3 separate regions of the Gossypium hirsutum genome follow, and all the other regions are linked to region 3. The links are chromatin contacts, called in public Hi-C maps. All regions are on one chromosome and are shown on one strand. Each heading gives the region's core, a stretch centred on a gene start, on an enhancer-like site or on the middle of the called end of the contact. The rest is flanking DNA. Distances are from core to core; before and after follow the strand shown. Region 1 has its middle 57 kb from the start of LOC121207798. Region 2 holds the start of LOC107918176 (dihydroneopterin aldolase 2). Region 3 has its middle 48 kb from the start of LOC121206583.

Region 1 (2,700 bases), core at 65-2,564, 150 kb before region 3:
GAACCTTTTTTGGCAAATCATGGGCTGCTGTAACAACTAGAATGCTTTTAGTTTTCTTTTATTGATAAGTTGTAAGATGAGTGCTTTTCTTTAAAGTTGAGGTTCTAACTTGTTATAAATTATAGTTTTTATTAGGTGCTTCAGTGTTTCCAACCTTTTGGGATTGAAAGTTCACGCTTCTTACTTCTAATCAACAATTAATTTTCAACACTTGGGTTTTCAAACCATATATTTAGATTTTTTAACAAAATAAAAGTTTAAATTTATAACATGTATTTTTTATTTTCCAAATTTATGAACTATTTAGTAGTGAACTCGAAAAGATTATAGATCTTTAAAAATTTAGTAATTAGAGTTGTTCATAAGTTAGATTATAGTTTGATTTTAAAAAAAATTCCATTTGCAAGCTGAACCTAAAAGCTAATTTCACTATTCAAAATATTAATAAAAGAATTTTAAATAATATTTTATATTAATATTTATAATAAAAATTAAATTTAAAAATATTTTTTTATTTGAATCAAATTCACGACGGATTGATCCAAAATAGAAACAAATTTTTCCAAATTCGACCAAATCGGGTCCAGCCTACCAGGCCAGTGGGCTGCTGGCCAGCTTTTTTTTGAAGTTATATTATACTGCATTTCATCTCATATAATCTAGCTGAAGTTAAAAAGGAAATTAAAAAAAAAAAAAACTTATTTCGATACAAAATTGAAGTTAAAAGTGTTTGGGTAACAATAGAAGTGAAGACCCAACACAAAAATTGAACAAAACGAATTCATATCATACGTTACCAATTAATTACAAATAAAAGATATAATCCAATATAATAAATTCAATATGCTATAAATGAAATACAATACTCAATCACTCAAATGCACGTAACTCAGTGCTTCAAAAGCGCAACAAGGGAAATAATAAGAGGGAACATAACCGCAACACCGGAAACCATCGGCGAGAAAGCAGCTCCGGTATCCATTGACGGCGCAGGCGCCATTGCACTGTCCTGAGCTGACGCAGTGGTGGTGAGTGAGAGCATAACGGCAACAAACATGATCATAATGCCATTAAAGGAGCAAAGCTCTGCCATTTCTAAAAACTAACGGAGCAAATATACAATTTTTGCAAGAAAAAGAAATTACTCAAATTTTGTAAGCAATTGAAATTTCAAGGTGTGGGGGTTTCTTATATATATAATAGGAATTTAGATTTTGGTAGATGAACTAAGAAATGAAGCGGAACCAGCTTGTAGAACAGCTCAAAATAGTGGGCGGTAGGTGTTTGATGGAATGGTTCAAAGAATGGACGGTGACCAGTCTGAAGCGACACGTTGCAAATCTTAGCTGTTGTTTCAAGGTTTGAAAAGGTTATTGTCGGTTGGCATGTTCACTTGTTAGAATATGAAACCTTAACCAACGCCATGTGCCGCGTGCGGCATTAGTACACCGTGTCAACTAGGCCTCCCAACTACTTTTCTTCTTTTTCATTTCTTATTGTAACTTTTTAATCGCTTTTAATTTGATTAGTCAGATAAAAGTACTTACAATTTTAGTCTTTATCGCTATAATAATCAAACATTTTAGTCATTGAATCGTTCTCACTAGCAACATTTTATGTGGTATTACACTTCATGTCCATGTAAATAATTTTTCTCTAAATAGTCAATCCAAAACAAAGTAATCTTAGTTTAGAAAAAACCCAATGGGCCGGATAAAATCCGGGTGGCCAGCCACTGCCGCCAGCTCCATTGGCTGTTGCTACAACTGTTGTATCCATAGGTGGAGTAGTAGTAGGGAAAGAGCAAAAGGAGCGAGGTGGCTGTAAAAAAATAGGGCGAGGATTAAAGTCAACACTGGTTATTCTTTTGGGCTTATCTCCATCGTCCTTTTGTTTAACCAATGGTTGCTTTCTCTTCTCTAGTAATCATCTGGTGAAACTTGTGCTGTACAACCAAGCCTCTTTGGATAACCCTAGTGATAGCTTTGGCTCGCACATCATCAATAAAAAATAATCTGGCAATAACTTGTCTTAACCCTTACTCTCCTTTGACTCGTTTTTGGGGTTGGTTTCTTGAGTTTCTGGGTATGAAGTTCGAATCTTCCTTGGCTTGTCTCATCTTCTTTTTCCTCCTACACTATTGAACCCTTCTTCATCTTCTTCAACTTCTATCTGTCCTTCTCTTTCTTCCTCTACTTTTCCATTGACATTTTCCTTTTTACCTTCCATTTGTTGGTGCAGCTTTTCAATGTCAACTTCATTCTCAAGAAGAAATGAAACTTCAGTTAAAGTTTAAATTAGGGGTGAGTATTCGATCGAGTCGAGTCAAATCGAGTCAAAAAATTTTGAGTTAGTCAAATTGACAAATCTTATTTTAGCAACCGAACTCAATTTGAAAATTTTTCGAATCAAGTCGAATGAGTCAAAAAATTTCGATTTGAGTCGAGTCGAGTTAACAAATCCTATTATTTATACTCAATGTTGGATTTATATAGACCGATTATTTAACTATTAGATGAAGTATAATATTATTTAACTACATAAACTGTAACACCTTAAATCTGGCCTAGACGCTAAGGTTGGATTATGAAGGTTACAACGTTCATAAAAACATTGTCGATTAACTTACACAAAATCTTAATTTTATTTCCAGAGTAAAAAAAAGTTATTTAATTTATCGAAACAAAAGTTTTCAGAAGA
Region 2 (2,700 bases), core at 182-2,681, 220 kb after region 3:
CAATTTCTTTTTAAGCCATTTAATTACAAAATTTCAGTAATGATTAATTTTTATAATTTTTACGATTTAATCTTTATAACCTAATTAATTATTCAACCAATAAAATTTTCAGACTGAAAATCAATATAACATTATAATAAGCTCGTGAATATAAAATAATAATATTTATTGACTTGATCATCAAAAAACAGGATTCTAAAATTGTCATTTCTGGTATCATTAAAAATGAATTGGTACATTAAGAGCACAATTTATCTCTATAGAATGTAATTTCTTTGTCTTCATTCAGAGCTTTTTCTTGGAAAGCCACCACTTCTACCTTGAAACCATTCTGTAGTATAAGATTTCGGAAGTAGCGAATAAGTCATTTAGTGAATAGGTATATTATTTTTATTCCACCTAACGTCAAGAATTTTTTGAATTACGTTAAAAACCTTTGAGTGTCCAGTTATCAAGTCTTGATCTTCATGATAAAAAATTGTTTCTTTATTATTATTATTATTATTATTATTTTATCATTGAGTCTTAATTATCAAGTCTTACTTCCCTGAAAAATTCAATCATATACACTGTGTGAACTTTAACAGAAAATTAATTTTGTCCTATCATGTTTCACTAACTAATAAATCCATGAGTTTTCTTGCTTTCAGTTTAATGGGGTCTTTTTTTCCATTAACCCTAAACCCTTTCCAATCTAGGTCCAACATCGTTTTTCCAAAGCTTCTTTTGCTTTCAACCACAAAAATGTTAGAAGCAAATCTAGTTTCGGCTACCTTCAATAACATCACATTTGAATATCTATTGAAAATAGATTGTGACAAGTTATGGTCTAGGATAAAGTAGTTCACTTCACGCACCTCATCCGCCAAATCATTCACCCATCTGCATTCCGAATAGTGAGATGATTGATCAAAATACTCACAGATAGTTTTTAATGTCAAGTTCAAGCAATCAACAACTCAAGGAGTCCAAAAAATATGAGGAAATTTTTATTCAATTAACGTTCCTGTACTTTTGAAATCGGATAGATTTGCACGACATTTTGTGGTGTGATTTTTTCGATGCCCTGGATGAACAAGCTTGCTATATATTCCGCCATCTTTAATTTTGTCACTTGAATCAACAGCCATGATAAACATTGCACCACCCAAAGAAGCCGCCATTATGTTAATTAGAGGCCTTTGTTGAAGATCAGACCGGCCATTAGAACATATAGAAGTTCTTTTGCTCCATGTGTCTCGTATAGGTTCAAGAAGCCTATCAACAGATGCCCTCTCTTGAGTTCATAACGGCATCCGAAGTCGATCAAATGTAAGAGGTACATAGTTGGCTAAATTAGAATTTGCTAACTTTTGAGCCCAACTTCGAAATCAATGATATTTTACAAAATTGAAAGGTATGGGACTGGTGTAAAATGCTTGACCCCAATCCTTATCTGCTACATTGAAAACCAACTCCAAAGCTCCTTTCCTTTTCTTAGGCGGAACTAGATTAGACCGTTGGGGAAGTGACATGTAATATGTTTTCTATTTTGATGTTACGATTATATTTGCTTTCTTCCGTTCAGCACTTTCATGTTCTCTTCTAAGCTCTCGAAGTATTTCATTATTAACACCATTTTTTAACCCTAGTCATAGCTGTTGGCAATTGGCCCACTGTTATTTTGTCAAATAAATGGGCTGGATCTGCATTTAAAAAAAAAAAAAAAAACTCCCTCATTGACAAGAAAAACCCTAGGAACTAAAAGTAAACTCACGAGAAGATCTTCTTATCTCTTACTGCCGATTACCGTTGGGGGCTTTCCCCATCAGTTTTTCTTTTCTTTTCCTCCAGCAACTACTTTATCAGAGGTTGTAGACGATCGCCGACGCCGCTGCCACCGCCGTGTATCTTCTTCCTTTCTTTTTCCTTTCGATTTCGCCGGATCTGATCCGTGTCCAGTGTCGGATCGTGTCGAACTGTATAGTCCGGGTGCCGGAGGTGACGAGGATGGAAGGTATTGGAAATGGAATACCAACCGGGGACAAAATCATATTGAGGGGCTTGAAATTTCATGGTTTCCATGGAGTAAAGCCTGAAGAGAAAAAACTGGGTCAGAAGTTCTTGGTGGATGTAGATGCTTGGATGGATCTTCGGAAAGCCGGTGAATCTGACAACTTATCGGACACCCTTAGTTACACCGATATTTACCGGTGAGTAACCGAAAAGACATTGAATTGAATCTTTTAGCTTATGTTTTGGTTTTAATTAGAATTTTGGCGACTTTTATGTAATAGGATAGTGAAGGAAGTTGTGGAAGGGCCATCTCATGATCTTTTGGAATCAGTGGCTCAAATGATTGCATCAAAAACCTTCACAAATCACTCTCAAATATCTGCAGTTCGAGTAAAGGTTGGGAAGCCTCATGTTGCTGTTCATGGCTGTCTCGACTACCTTGGAGTTGAGATTATCAGATATAGAACCATCGATGCGCCTAACTGACCTGAATATATATCATCCTTTGAGCAGTCCGTCACGTGGATGTGGTAACAGATCATCTTTCATCCATGCTTGGTACCTCAGGTTTCTCATTCACTTAAATTAATGTATTTGTGTTTTTTCTTCTTCATGTTTGTTTATAGTGTAATGGAATGTGTCCGAGTTGTGACCGTATTGAAGTTCGATGCCTATGGTCGTATTTAATATCGTATTACTTTTTTT
Region 3 (2,700 bases), core at 30-2,529:
ATTTTATTATTTATTAAATTAAAATCTTGTAAACTCTAAAAGTTAATAGTGAAATTTTCTATTTTAGGGGTCGAATGCGCTGCCCCAGTAGCTATGGTAATGATGTAGTTATTAGCTTTAATACCAGTGTTTAATAAAATATTATTACAATAAAAGTATCATAAAGGCTCTTATATTGAAAGTTATATTACATTTTACCTTATTTATTTAAAAATAAATAAATTAGTCCATATATATTATATTAAAAAGTAAATTAATCCGTTAAAAAATTCATCCATTTCTACGTATGTCATGTGTACCTTATACTAATATAAATAAATTAATTTTTATTTTTTAAATTTAATATACATAAATTAATTTTTTTTTACATAATAGAGACAAAATGTAAAGATATATATTTTTACCTATTATTTATCTGCTGTTTCGAAAAAGTATAAAGTGAAATAATTGGGCGAGTGGCAAAAACACACCCCGACAGACGCATTTAACGGGTTTAACAGGGCGCAGCACCCTGTCAACCTAAAGATACCATTTGCAGAAAATTCCAAAACCTTCTTATAATTATTAATTACAAATAAAAAATTATTGATACAAAAAAAATATAATAATAATAATATAATAGAAATAAATCCCATATATTACAATACAATACACAACCAACCACTCAAATTATGTAACTCACTGACTTCAAAAGAGCAAGAAGGGAAATAATAAGAGACAACGTAACGGTAACACCAGTAACCGGCATTGAGAAGGCAGATCCAGTGTCCATTGACGGTGCAGGCGCCATTGCACTGTCCTGAGCTGATACAATGGTGGCGACGGAGAGTACAACAGCCATAAACATGATCAAAATATCTTTAGAGAAGCAAACTTTCGCCATCTCTGAAAACTAACAAAGAAAATTATACAATGTTTTTCAAGGTAGAACAATAAAAACTCAAATTTTGTATGCAATACGAACCTTTCAAGGTGTGGGGGTTTCATATATATAGAAAGAATATAGGGTTTGGTAGATGAACTAAAAAAAAATGAAGTGGAAGCACTTGTAGAAGGGGGGTTATTTGAACAGCTCAAAAGTGTGGGCGGTAGGTGTTTGATGAAATGATTGAGAAAAGAATGGACAACGGCAAGTTTGAAGCCGACACGTAGCCAATGATAGCTGTTGTTTCAAGGTTTGAAAATGTAATTGTCGGTTGGCGGCATGTTCTCTTGTATGAATGTGAAACCCTAACCAACACCATGTGCCGTGTGCAGCATTGGTATACCGTGGCGGCAGCTAGGCCTCCCATCATTCTTAATGGAGAAGGCTAAGGTAACGAGTGAAAACATGAATGGGACTGAAAAAGGTCTAGAAGGTCCATGCTTGCTCTACAAACTTTAATTGCTGTATTTCTTTCTTACTTCCCAAGGAAAAAAGGGAATATTATTTTCATTTGAAAATTAAGGGTAAAATAAACGCCATTAAATAACGACAACTGTTTTTTGTTTTGGTGAAAAAATAACGACAACTTTCGATGGTCACAAAGGGTAATAACGACAGTCTTTTTTTAGAAACAAACGTGTACCTAATCTTGGCATTAACCCAACTCAGAAATATTATTGCGTTTTAATCTAATGTCACAAAAAAAAGGTTAGTATACGGCGATGTTTTTACTTTAGAAAACGATACCGATGCTTCGACTAATAATTTATGTAAATATTAAATTAGAGTGTTGATGAAAAAAATTATGTATGCTTTTTATTGGTTTTATATAAAAATTTAAAAATAAAAATAAAGAAAGAATATTATTATAATAATACAAGAGTAAATTATAAAAATATTATTAACTTTTAGTAAATTTTTTTACTATTGAAATATGAAAAGTTACATTTTAATCATTAATATTATTGATTTATAATGTTTTAATCACTTGTCCGTTATGGTATATTAAGTCAAGATTAATATCTAATTTAATCTTTGAACTATTATTAAAATGTTCAATTTAATAATTTTATAATATTTTTAAGAAATTTTTTAAAAAATATTAAAAAATTTAATTTAATATTTAAATGATACAAATTTAAATCCTATCATCTTATCTCGCGCTTATAAAAGGTATAACAAATTTTAATTGAGTTGCTGTGTATATTATCTAAAACCATTGCTAGTAGGGGCAGATTTACATCAAAGCGTGGATGCGGTGCAGTAAAAAGTTAAGGTTAAATGAAATGGTAAAAAGGAAGCCCAATCTCAGCTGATTCAATAATTAAATATTTGTTGAATTTACACTCATACCGATTTGATTAAAAATTCTGAGTTTATTTCATAAATACATTTACAGTGAGAACAAAATTAAAACCAAACAGGCCCTTCAAATTTTAATGTTTAAACAAAAGTAATAAGAGAAACAATCAAAGATAAGCCAATAGTAGCGGTGGAAATGCCCACGGAGATTCCAGCTCCTGACGGCCACGGTGCCGAGGCAACGGTTAAGATAGCCATGACCAAGGCCAACCAAAAAGGCTTCAACATGCTAACTTGACCCATTTCTTTTTATTTTTCTTGGGAATATGATATGAAAGTCTGACTTATAGAAAAATGACAGTTGGGTAACGTTCACATAACAGCTAACACAATCCATTATTGTGTTTTGTTGTTTATGAACTGGAAAGCTTTGCTTTGCTGCTTTTTTTTCTCTGTAACTTTTTATATGTTAA

What was found. A called contact is a pair of places that touch in the nucleus more often than the background predicts.
Region 1: a contact with region 3 is called in a Hi-C map of leaf, with 1.5 times the contacts expected there. The contact joins two enhancer-like sites. A contact is called at or near these places in 2 of 34 Hi-C or Micro-C datasets (hypocotyl and leaf).
Region 2: a Hi-C map of leaf shows a contact between it and region 3, with 3 times the contacts expected there. The contact joins the promoter of LOC107918176 here to the enhancer-like site in region 3. A contact is called at or near these places in 5 of 34 Hi-C or Micro-C datasets (all in leaf).

What each region holds. Positions count from the first base shown.
Region 1 is chrA01:48,593,822-48,596,521 of Gossypium_hirsutum_v2.1, forward strand. No RefSeq gene overlaps it. Among protein-coding and RNA genes, the nearest start is that of LOC121207798, 57 kb to the right of the region's middle. Within about 2 kb of position 1,315, at least 7 of the 9 cell types and tissues checked have an H3K27ac peak or open chromatin away from gene starts, as enhancers often do. A contact at or near this core is called in leaf, where this site is marked.
Region 2 is chrA01:48,956,976-48,959,675 of Gossypium_hirsutum_v2.1, forward strand. LOC107918176 (dihydroneopterin aldolase 2) reads left to right here and starts at 1,432. Exons shown (of 3, transcript XR_005925782.1): 1 at 1,432-2,192; 2 at 2,277-2,553.
Region 3 is chrA01:48,740,167-48,742,866 of Gossypium_hirsutum_v2.1, forward strand. No RefSeq gene overlaps it. Among protein-coding and RNA genes, the nearest start is that of LOC121206583, 48 kb to the right of the region's middle. Within about 2 kb of position 1,280, at least 7 of the 9 cell types and tissues checked have an H3K27ac peak or open chromatin away from gene starts, as enhancers often do. A contact at or near this core is called in leaf, where this site is marked.